Linked DNA regions of Zea mays: all the other regions are linked to region 1. The links are chromatin contacts, called in public Hi-C maps. All regions are on one chromosome and are shown on one strand. Each heading gives the region's core, a stretch centred on a gene start, on an enhancer-like site or on the middle of the called end of the contact. The rest is flanking DNA. Distances are from core to core; before and after follow the strand shown.

What was found. A called contact is a pair of places that touch in the nucleus more often than the background predicts.
Region 2: a contact with region 1 is called in a Hi-C map of leaf, with 10 times the contacts expected there. The contact joins the enhancer-like site here to the promoter of LOC103650526 in region 1. A contact is called at or near these places in 3 of 25 Hi-C or Micro-C datasets (leaf and tassel).
Region 3: a contact with region 1 is called in a Hi-C map of leaf, with 6 times the contacts expected there. The contact joins the promoter of LOC100280619 here to the promoter of LOC103650526 in region 1. A contact is called at or near these places in 6 of 25 Hi-C or Micro-C datasets (ear, endosperm, leaf and 1 more) and 1 of 3 datasets of contacts at active chromatin or transcription factors (leaf).

Annotation. Positions count from the first base shown.
Region 1 is chr3:127,905,628-127,909,627 of Zm-B73-REFERENCE-NAM-5.0, reverse strand. LOC103650526 (probable mediator of RNA polymerase II transcription subunit 37c) reads left to right here and starts at 2,540. Exons shown (of 2, transcript NM_001319757.1): 1 at 2,540-2,796. The coding sequence starts at 2,583. It overlaps LOC111591276 (small nucleolar RNA Z195/SNORD33/SNORD32 family), which reads left to right and starts at 3,658; the gene lies at 3,658-3,738. LOC111591214 (small nucleolar RNA Z194) reads left to right here and starts at 3,155; the gene lies at 3,155-3,256. LOC111591227 (small nucleolar RNA F1/F2/snoR5a) reads left to right here and starts at 3,970; the gene lies at 3,970-4,000. It also overlaps LOC111591277.
Region 2 is chr3:127,727,021-127,730,726 of Zm-B73-REFERENCE-NAM-5.0, reverse strand. No RefSeq gene overlaps it. Among protein-coding and RNA genes, the nearest start is that of LOC103650525, 15 kb to the right of the region's middle. Within about 2 kb of position 2,431, at least 17 of the 20 cell types and tissues checked have an H3K27ac peak or open chromatin away from gene starts, as enhancers often do. A contact at or near this core is called in leaf and tassel, where this site is marked.
Region 3 is chr3:128,151,347-128,155,459 of Zm-B73-REFERENCE-NAM-5.0, reverse strand. It overlaps LOC100280619, which reads left to right and starts at 1,403. Exons shown (of 1, transcript NM_001367136.1): 1 at 1,403-2,359. The coding sequence starts at 1,496. The coding sequence ends at 2,176. It overlaps LOC100381984, which reads left to right. Exons shown (of 3, transcript NM_001361569.1): 3 at 1-1,083. The coding sequence ends at 87.

The DNA.
Region 1 (4,000 bases), core at 1,291-3,790:
CGACTACAATAATGACACAAAACATTATGGGTCTTTAAGTCAATCCATCTTTAAGTCGGTTCGGCTCTTTATCTTGAGATCTGTCATTGTGCCGAAGCTTTATAGATAATAGCTTCGGCGCTTGCTCCTGAGAAGACCTTTCGAAGGTGTTCTCTTTCTTTAGAATCTTCGGCTACGAAGCATACCCCAACAACCAGGATGTTGGGCCTTCGAAGTAAGGACGCCTGGTTCTACTTCACAGAATAGTAAACATTGTCCACTTTGCCCCTTTGCCTTAACAAGTCAGCAACACTATACGTAGCAACGAAGTGTAGGCTCAATTTTGGTCGTTTTCTCATTTTTCCTTCTCGCCGCTGGTCCTCATCTTTTTTTCCCCATACGTGGTTGACTAGTTGGAACAGTGTTTTTCTACAGCTTCTATGCGAGTGTTTGTTTGTAGGGACTAAAATTTAGAAATAATAATACGTGACTAAAGGAACCAAACATCCTCTAATTCAATACGTGAGCTCATGGCCTCAATCTCCCTTTTCTGACTATTGGGCTGCAGCCGGATGTACCTGCAGCAGGAACATGGAGTACTTAGCTAGACTGTTTATTAGTTTTTGGAATATAATAAATATTCCGCTTTATCATTTTCCCATGGGAACTTAAGGTTATCTTAGTATACAATGTTTATTAGTTTTTGGAATTTTTTCAGTTGCATTTGGATGATTTTCTATATAAATAATAATAATAATACACAAAATAGCTTTAAAAATTCTTATTTTTTACGGAGGAACAATATACATATAGTTCTAAAAACATTTAGACCATAAATTTCATACGATGTCAGCGTTTCTTCCATTCCACTTCCACTTACTGCGTGAGTTACAAGTAAAATCGTTCTATGTATTAAAGTTTCAACATGATCAATACTTCACTTATCATTTTTATGTGGGCACTTGAGGTTATCTTTGTACAAAATGCCTATTAGTTTTGATAACTTATTTGCAATTTTCGGTCGAAACTAGAGTGTTTTGTGAATTTAGTTACATTTTGATGATTTACTGTACAAAAAATTAATAATGCACAAATAGCATCAGAAATTTATGAAATTATACATAGGGACAACATAAGACCACATATACTCAATAAAAATAATGGGATCATAAAATGCACAAGATGTCAACGTTTCTTCTATTTCACTTCTATTTATTGCGTGAGTTACACGTAAAATCACTTCAAGTATCAAAGTTTCAACATAATCAATATTTTACTTTATCATTTTTATGTGGGGACTTGAGGTTATCTGCTTATAAAATGTTTATTAGTCTTGATAATTTATTTACAATTTTCTGGCTGAACAAGAATATTTTATGATAAGCAGCTCATGCATTATCCGACAAGTATCTGATATCCGACCAAATAACATATGTATCCGTCACTTATCCGTCCAAATAAATATCTGGTCGCTGTATCCGTATCTATCCCGTTTCTAACTATTTGTATATGATCCCGAATCCGATTGAAATACATTAGGGTAGGATACAAGATGAGCCCCTATCCGTCTGTATACGTCCCGTTTTTACCCATACTCGTCAAACTTTTTAGGACTTGTTTGATTGTGTCCGAATCAAAGGGGATTGAAGGAGATTAAATCCCTCCCTAATAAAAAATAAATAGAAAAAGATTTAATCTTCTTCAATTCAAACGCAATGGAACAAGGCGTTAGAAGTTTCATCCAACTTTTTTGCTGGTCTTAATTGCAACTTCTCCTAGAGCTCTGTTGACTCCATCTTCCATAACTCCATTAAGCTCAGAGCTAGAACCTACATTTATGCACAATTTTTTTATTTCAAAAAGAACCTACGTCTATTCCAAACGATGTGATAAAAAATGCAATAATTTTGTAGGGCTAGTTTAGAAACTCAAATCCCCTATATAATCAAAGGAGATTTAAGTTTCTCGTAGAGCTTATTTGGATGCATGGGATTGTAAGAGCTCGTATGGTGTTTGATCGAGTTTCTTCATCAATGTAGACCTTGTTTAGATACTCTCATATTTACTTCAATACATGTGTATTGAGGTGAACTAGAGTGTAAATTAGTTTAAATTACACTTTAATCCACTTTATTACACGTGGATTGGGGTGAATATTGAGTATCGAAACAATGACTCATCAGGGAGGCTTGTCTCTGTGGGCTGGTTCTAAGCGTAAGCGGGCCGGCCAGCACTTATGGTATATGACTTGGGCTGAGATCTGGTCACAACCCATCCCTCCGTCAAAGATTCCTTTTACTCACGTGAAAGCAACCAGAAAGGAAAAAAAAGGCCGTTTAAATAGCCGAAAGGCGCCCGTGGAAAAGACGCCGCCATGCGCCTTCGTTCACACGATCGCGTGCCAACGGCTCAGATGTCCCCACGACGCGCCCAGGAACATTCTAGAACACCACAGCCCACGCGCTGACGACGAGCCCTTTGTTCCCTATAAAAGCCACTGCCCGGCTCAGTCTCTCGCCCTCTCGAAACCCTAGTCCCCTGCTCCATTCTCAGCCGCCGCCAATCCCTTCCCGTGCTCCGCAACCGCTGAGTGAGAAGAAGAGATGGCCGGCAAGGGCGATGGCCCGGCTATCGGCATCGATCTCGGCACGACGTACTCTTGCGTCGGCGTGTGGCAGCACGACCGCGTCGAGATCATTGCCAACGACCAGGGTAACCGCACCACGCCCTCGTACGTCGCCTTCACCGACTCCGAGCGCCTCATCGGAGATGCGGCCAAGAACCAGGTCGCCATGAACCCCATCAACACCGTCTTTGGTGAGTACACTCCACCATTTAGGCTCTTACTCCTTTCCTAGCTCGGATACGTTTTGTTTACCGTGACTAGCGGTTTTGTCTGACCCATACGACCCATCTACGTTACTGCTTGATTTGATATGTTTAAGTTTCTGTCGTAAAAGTAGCTCAGATCCGATCTAGTTTGGCTATGTTTTTGTCTAGATCGGTTGGATCTGAAGGCGACTGTGATCTGTAGTAGTTCCGTAGTTATTTTTCCTCTGGCTGGGTTTAGATCTGTTATTGTTTGTCATGGTAGCTTTAGATCTATTTGTTTTTTATCACCTATTTGGTATATAATACTGGTCCGAAGGCTCTGCAGTACTATTTGTCAACTCTTGGCAGATTGATGATGAAACAATTACCCCAAGCGCTTTATTCCACTGATGCCAGTGATGGAAAACTATGCTATCATAGTTTTTGTGGTTTTCAATCTGAAACTGCAGATCAAGAGTTTTTTTAGGTTTCCTTCGATTTTGTGTTTGGTTTTTCTTCTTCCAGCCATGACAAAATGAAAACCATTAGTTTTATTTGGTTAAGTAATGGGATAAGTGATGATATTTGTATCCACACGAGATATCTGTATTTACTATGATGCCAACATTATGCATCTCCATCTGATCTCTCATTATCTTATCATATTGCTTTAGCTACAACTATTGGCTCCCTAGTTTTAGATTGTACCTTATATGATTGGTGGTTGGCACCTCTGCACATCAATCATTGCTTTGATTGCCAACGTTTAAAAATGTTGTACTGCTATTTATTTGCTCTTATTTTTTTATCATGCATGTGGTTGAGATTTACTTGAGTAGAACGTTCACGTTGTAGTACAATTTTTACTGGAGAAGTGATGAAGTCATAACATAGGAAATATCTGCATTCACTGTGATGATCACATCATGCACTACCATCTGATCTCCTACATTTCAATTTTATTGCAAACTTTTGCCAGTTTTATAGTAACTTGTAATTCGGCAGTAGTTCTGTGAAGTCTATAGTATTTGTTGTTTTTTATGTGCAATCCGTGATGCAAGACAATTTCCTGAACCACTGTGATTAGTACAGCAAAAATCACCATCTTTCGACTGAGATTGCACTGCCAGTTTGAGTTTTATTGCATGCAAAGTGTTTCTGTGTGTAATTTGTTGCAGTCAATGCCATTTGGTATCTGACTCGCAGTCAT
Region 2 (3,706 bases), core at 1,182-3,681, 180 kb after region 1:
TTGATGTCTCTACAAGTGTGTTTGACTTAGAGATAGAGATTTGAGTTTGATTTGCAAAAACAAACCAAGTGGTGGCAAAGGATGATCCATATATGCCAAATTGAATCAAAATAAATTTGAGTTTTTATTTGAAGTGATATTGCACTTGTTCTAGTTGCTTTATGTTGTGTTGGCATAAATCACCAAAAAGGGGGAGATTGAAAGGGAAATGTGCCCTTGGGCCATTTCTAAGTATTTTGGTGATTGAGTGCCAACACAGGTGCTTAAATGTGAATCTATACCCATGGATGGACAAAGTGCAAATCAAGAGTAAAGGTATGTTTCTAAGCCTTAGTACATTGTTTTGAAGACTAATGTATTGTGTCTAAGTGCTTGAAACAGGAGAAATCGAGTCAGAGAAAAGTTGGCTGTGTACAGCCAAAAGGCTGTTCGGTCTGGAGCACCGGACTGTCCGGTGGTGCACCGGACAGTGTCCGGTGCGCCAAGTTGCCTCGAGCGAAGTGGCCGCTCTCGGGAATTTGCCGACGGTGTACGGCTAAAATTCACCGGACTGTCCGGTGTGCACCGGACTGTCCTGTGAGCCAACGGTCGGCCGGGCCAACGGTCGGCCGCGGAATCCGTGCGCGACACGTGGCCGAGCCAACGGTCGGAAGGGGGCACCGGACTGTCCGGTGTGCACCGGACATGTCCGGTGCGCCAACGGCTCCCAGATCTGCAACGGTCGACTGCGCTGTTTAAGGAAGGAGATCGGGCACCGGACAGTGTCCGGTGTGCACCGGACTGTCCGGTGCGCCCGATGACAGAAGGCAAGATCAGCCTTCCAGAATTGCTCTCAACGGCTCCTAGCTGCCTTGGGGCTATAAAAGGGACCCCTAGGCGCATGGAGGAGCATACCAAGCATTCCTACAACATTCCTAAGCACCAAGACATCGATTCCACGCATTTGGTTCATTGTGATAGCATCTAGAGCTCTTGTTGAGTTGTGGACTCATTGAGTTGTGTTGCGAGCTCTTGTTGCGACTTGTGTGCGTGTTGTTGCTCTGATTTTGAGTCTTGTGTGCGTTGCTAGTTTCTCCCTTACTCCGTATTTCTTTGTGAATCTTAAGTGTAAGGGCGAGAGGCTCCAAGTTGTGGAGATTCCTCGCAAACGGGATTGAGAAAAAGCAAGCAAAACACCGTGGTATTCAAGTGGGTCTTTGGACCGCTTGAGAGGGGTTGATTGCAACCCTCGTCCGTTGGGACGCCACAACGTGGAGTAGGCAAGCGTTGGTCTTGGCCGAACCACGGGATAAACCACTGTGTCATCTCTGTGTTTGATTTCTTGTGGTATTGTGTTTTGTTGAGACTCCTCTCTAGCCACTTGGCGATTATTGTGCTAACACTTAACAAGTTTTTGTGGCGATAAGTTTAAGTTTCACAGGATCACCTATTCACCCCCCCTCTAGGTGCTCTCAGTGAGACATTCAAGCTTAAGAACAATGCAAATAAAGATAAAATTTGTGATACCATATGTAGAGCCGTACCTGAGGGGTGCGGAGGGTGCGGCCGCACTAGGCCCCAAAAACAGAGGGCCCTCTAGCCACTGGACGCTAGCATTTTTTCCTGTTAAACCTATCTATTCTAGGCACAAATACGCAAAGCGATGCACTATCGAGTTATGGACTAGTCTCGTTTATATTGTTAAACTAATGTCTCAACTACTTATCGAATACTCCGTCCGTTCACAAAATAGTATTTGTTTTAGCTCTTGATTTTTATGTTTATATTGATGATGATGAATCCACTAAAGAAGCAAAACAAATTCTATTTTGATACAAAGAGAGTATAGTTTATATATATGATGGTTGCTTCGGCAGAGAGAAGCTTTTAAAATTGAAATATTTTTGTGAACTATTTATGGTTAACAATAACTAAAGGGGGGTTAAATGGCTTGGCGATTCTATATATAAAAAAAAATTGTTGGATGAGACTGATCTCAATGATATAAGCGATAACTTTTATCATAAAATGTTAGAAGATATTTTTAATTATATCACATAACAAGTAAGTATTTTGGCTATATTTTATATTTGTTATCTTATAAACATAAAAGCATTGCATAATATTTTTTATACATTAAATATTCGATAATATATGTATAATTATATATATTTGTGTGTATTCATATCGAATTTCGTATTGGACCCTGAAAAGTTACGGTGGTATATGGTCGTGCCACGTGAGGGCAAAAGTGTTAGAAACGTGAACTACTATAGCGCGAAGGCGGACATACTCCACCATGAAGCTGCAGGCTTCTGCGTGCGTTGGCACGGCAAGAAAGTGGCTGGTGGAGTCTTGACGTTCTCCTTTTGTGGCCCATGGCCGTGTGACACGCTCGTACGTATACGTGAAGACGGCTTGTGAGCAAATGTGCCTGTGCGTAGCACCAGCCGGCCTGCAGTGAGGACGACCTGGGCTGGTTGCTAGCGCAAGGCTTGACGGCCCGCGTGGGAAGGCCCATGACGCGGCGTGGCGAGAGTTGGCTAATGACCAGCGAAGTGATTTCAAGTCCGGGCCGAATAAGGTTTGCTTTTATATATATATATATATATATATATATATATATATATATATATATATATATATATATATATATATATATATATATATATATATATATATATATATATATTAAGAGTCATGTGCTTCCAATAACTAGAGGAAGCCCAGGTCGGACGGTGCAATCCGGTCGAGCCGGACCACATCCGGACGTCTATAAAATATGATCCGGAGTGCTAGGGTTCTGTTTTTTACGCTCCACCTCGATTCATTAGCGACGCCACGTGCGACGACGACGGTTGCCCCAGAGCGTGTGCGGCGGTGGACCCCAGCCGGTGGCCGCAACTCCATGACCTCGACGCGCGGTGGCGGAGGTTCCTCGATCTGGAGTAGTGGCGGCGGTTCCCAGGTCGTTGGTGGCGGCTCCCCGATCCAGAGGGCGAGCGACAGCGGGGCTCTTGTGCGGGCAAGCGGCGGCATGCCGGCATCCCCGAGGCCACAAGGAGGCGGCACTTCCAAGGCCGGCGAGCAAGCGACGTCCGTCGACGTGCGAGTAGCGACGGTGACGCATGAGGCGTGATGTTCGAGCGAGCGGTGTCACTGAAAGCGCGAGATGTGCGCAGCGATGATCGTGTGTGACATCCTCCGATCCGGCGCAGTTTTCTTTTCGATTTTCGTGTTTTATGCCTACCACATGTATTATTTACGCTAAAACTGTACGATTTTATGCTTGAACACGGAGTTTGTATATCAGTTTACTGCATGCACATTGAAAAGGCAATTACTTGATTTATGCTGTTCGTAATTTGCGCGCATGCAATGGAAACTCCCACGATTTTGCCATAATTTTTGGATCTGTATAAAAATAGAAACTGCATGCATGCGGCTGCCATGTTTTTCGAATCTGGCATAAAAATAGGATCATAATAACAACCTACTAGAGCTATCAACCTCTCACATTGGCTCGATATTTACGCTTATAATTGAGGGATTTTATGCTCAAAACTTAAACTTTTTACGCTCCAACCCGGAGATGCGTCCACCAGTGAACAACATGCCAGATTTTTTACGCAATGTACCGAATTGCATAAATAACTACACCGTATAGTATAATTTGTATCAGCATATATCATAAACTAGTTCTAATGTGTTTAGCTGCATAGATGTT
Region 3 (4,113 bases), core at 154-2,653, 250 kb before region 1:
GAGGAATGCTTGGCATCAGACGATCCTTTGGTGAAAGAATCTGCCGATTGGGCGAGGATAGCAGTCAGCCGTGCAGTTTCGGGTTGATGCCACAGTGAGTCTCGAGTCTGCACTTGCATCCCATCCACATGTCATCATGCCTGGGTCTTTAATTGCTTCATGTCCAGACCTGCTCTTCGGTGAAGTCCAACATCTTTACAGCAGAGTCGGAGGGTCCCCACTAACTCATGCATCAGTACATGTGTCAACCCGCGCCCCGCTTCGGCGGGAAAAGAAGGGTTCAAGTTGGCCGCCCACTAACTTTCGCCAAATGCATCTGCAACCTTCATGTCTTGTTGGAGGTGAGATGAGGTTCTATTATCGCATGACATGCTCACAGATTCCTGTGCATGGCATGCCTATGATATGTGGCCCATCATTTCCTCCCCTGTATCCATCCCATGCATCAAAGTTTGGTCAGATGGCCACGTGGGACAAAAGGCGCAGTTTCTTGCTGCTGCTCCAGTAAGAAAGAGCGGGCTCGAATCGCGTTGTCACAGGATTATTTTTGTATCGATCAGGGTGGCCAAGTCCATTTATGTCAGACATATCCTCCCTGCTGCTGCTGGTAGGTTGTGAATTTCCTAGCATTCTTTTCCCTTTGGCCGCTTGCATTGTCTTTGCATTTCATTCTTGGTCGGTCTATTTTGTAAGAGTTGCTTTGGGGGCAAAACATGTGTCCTGTCCGGTCTGCTACCGCACGCTATTTGTACAAGTCAGGTCCGTGCGTGCATTGGTTTATTTCCCGGTGTTATCGGAGCAGCGCGTGTTTGTGCCTTTTTCCACCGTGTTTTTGGTAATCTACATACATGCTGCTCCATTTCGGTTTATGAGGAGCTGTGTGGGTGAAGAAACAGAGATAGAGTTATATAGGTCTTTGAAGTGGTTCTTGCTGGTGGCAGAGGCAAATTGAGTTGGGTGTGGTTTATGAATTGTACCATGGTGTGGAGAAGACCCACTGGTAATATTTACTGTATTTGGCTGGTGCTCCGCCGCAGAGCATATGAGCAAAGTTAAGCGTGAGTGCTCTTTTTCTCAGCTTCATCTAAACATGGAATCAATTTAGTAAAATGTAGGTAAAGAAGTAAAGGTAGAATGCTTCTTGTTATCTTGCTTTTATCTCTGCCCATATCCTTACCCACCCAACTTGTCTGCTTCTAATTTGCTATGACCGTCCTTTTCTTCTTTTTTTTTGAATTGATAAAAAACGGTTTTCGATCCTAGCCCGTGTAGGAGTATATTGAAAACCGTAGCCAAATCTACTACTAGCATTGAAGTTCTTTTCTCTATTGACCCTTCTCATGGACGCTAGTCGCATCACTAAGCTCGCCTATAAAAGCCAGGCAGAGCTGTCTGATGTTTTGTCATTGCCATCACAATTCACAAACTCACGCCTAATAACACTACACAACCAGCTATAGGGGCCTACCAGCTTTGTCAAGGGCTGAAGAAGACCATGGCCAGAGCCATCGTCCTCGCCGCTCTTCTCCTCGCTGCCACTGCCAGCTCCACGACGGCGACCACGCTGACCATCCACAACCTCTGCCCTCACCCGGTGTGGCCTCTGGTGACCCCCAACTCAGGCCTCCCTTCCATCTCCGACAACACCGCGCGACTAGACCCCAACGCGCTGCTCACCCTCTCCTTCCCGCCCACCTTCTGGGCCGGCCGGGTGGCCGCGCGCACGGGCTGCGACGCCGCCGCGTCCGGCTGCTGGACGGGCGCCGCGCCGCCCGCCACCGTCGTGCAGGTCACCGTCCACGACGGCACGAACCAGGACCAGGCCGCCTACAGCGTCAGCCTCGCCGACGGCTTCAACGCGCCCGTGGTGGTCAGCCCGCAGGCGGCCGGCGGCGGGCAGTGCCCAGCGCTGGGGTGCCCCGTCGACCTCAACTGCGACTGCCCCCCGCAGCAGCGCGCCGCCGAGGGCGCCGCGTGCCGCGGCCCGCCGGAGTACTTCAAGAGCCGGTGCCCGCTCACCAGGACCACGCCCACCGACGTGGAGCCCGTGCCGCAGAGCTGCCGCGCGCCGGGCGAGCTCAAGGTCGTCTTCTGCCAGGCGACCATCGTCACAGGCGGTGTCGCCGCTGCCGCCGAAGCCGAGATGGCCATCCGAACCGTCGTCGCCGACAGCTAGACTACTGGCCGAGACAGACGTCCAGCTCCACTGGCCCCGCTTCGTTGAATCGTTATTTGTCACGCTTTTTGCTTTCGTGTGTTTGTTAGCTTAGGCTTCGACGCGTGTAACCCGGTGGTTTTTAAGCAAAATTTCAAGTTTAAATTCGTATTACATATTTTTTAATAAAAGCATTACATTTCTAATAAATTTAATTTAAAAAATCAGCTAAAATGCTCCCCATTCACGAGCTTATCGATAAATCCGCTTGCACTTGCAGACGACAATAATATAATTTCTTCTGAACAATGCCCTTTTTTTCCTTGCAAAATTCCTTGGCGTCCCGTTTGCATCATTGAAATTTAATTCCATTCTAATAATGGTGATTTAGTTATATATCAATTAAGCAAATTCGATTTTATGTAAAATATATTTTTATATTATTATTAGTAAGATATCAGAGATATTTATATGATATATTTTTACTATAAAGAAGTGAGACGAAGAATATCATGTAAGTTAAACAGTAGAAATAAATTCTACTAATGCATAAAATCATTTCCCATCCTCCACACTATGAATTTGAGATAGATTCATATCTGAAGTTTGGGAAGTGGTGGAATATCAAATTCCAAACTAAATAAGTTACTTTATTGAGTAAATTACAAATTCTCTAATGAAAGAATCCAAACGGGGTGTGAATAAAAATCCAGATCCGTTAAACTGAGACATTTAAAATCCACGGAGCATTTTCATTCACGGCCCTAGTAGCTCTTTTGGCATATATACCTTGCTTCTACCCGAGAGGAAAAGGGTTAAAGCAAAAGCTGCGGATATCACATCCCCCGATGACTGATGTCGGCGTCATCATGTCTTACCATCTTTCGACAAAGCAGAATTGTGTCGAAGACGAAAGCACGACATGACATCACCTTGCTTCTATTTTCCCCCTTGAGACTAAGGGCGTGTTTGCCGCCATGGCCCAGCAGCCTGGCTGCGCTCCCGGGCTGCAACTCCTGTGTTTGCGTCGCCTGGCTGGCTCGGGAGCCAGGCTGTGCGCGTGCAAATTGAGCCTCTCAGCCTGGCTCCACAGAAACGAGCTCAAGGTCCGTTTCCTGGGAGCCTGGCTGCTCGTGGCGCAAGGATTCCGCGTTTAGGTAGTTTTGGCCTTCTAGCCTGGCTGCATATTGGGTGACAAACACCAGCTCGTCTGAGCCAGGCTCATATGGTACAAGTGCGCAAACAAAGTGAGTTGCAGTAGCCGGGACAGGCTAGCCTCAGCCTGGACCAATTGAACGGGCCGAGCTGGCCAGGGACAGGGTCACAAACACGCCCTAAATATGCGAAGCTCCATCGAATTATGAAAACAATAATCTGGATCTGATGTACAGTTGGAGACAGGGAGCGAAGCCACGTTAGCTTTCTCTGCTACATGGTTACCAGGGTGAAGTAGAATTTTGCTAACATCTACCTTAAATTTATCTTGTATTTATTTTAAAATTATATATTTTCTCTTTATGTTTGCTATAATGTGTACCAAGGTTATTTTTGAGCTGATACACATGAGCAACGCTCCTTGACTCCTTGCCCCAACCAACACATCTTGCATAGGCTCAGAAAGGCCTCCGTCTCGGCGTCGCCAGAGCCCAGAGAGCACACCGTCAGCTCGTGCATGGGTTATGAACGCAGCGGCGGGCTCTCCCTTCTGCATCCCGATCGTTGTCGAATCCGAGGCTACCAATGTCGCACTATCTAAGATTGGATATCAATCTAGCTCGGCTCAGATCATTTGAGTTCGAACTGACTCGGTTCGACTTGTTAAGCTAACGAGCCACAGAGACAGATCGATTTGACTCGTTTATAAGCTCGAGCTGACTTATTTAACTCACAAGCCATATTAGAAAAAAAGAACAATATATATAATAATCAATTTATAGTTAATTACAAACCAATTTAAC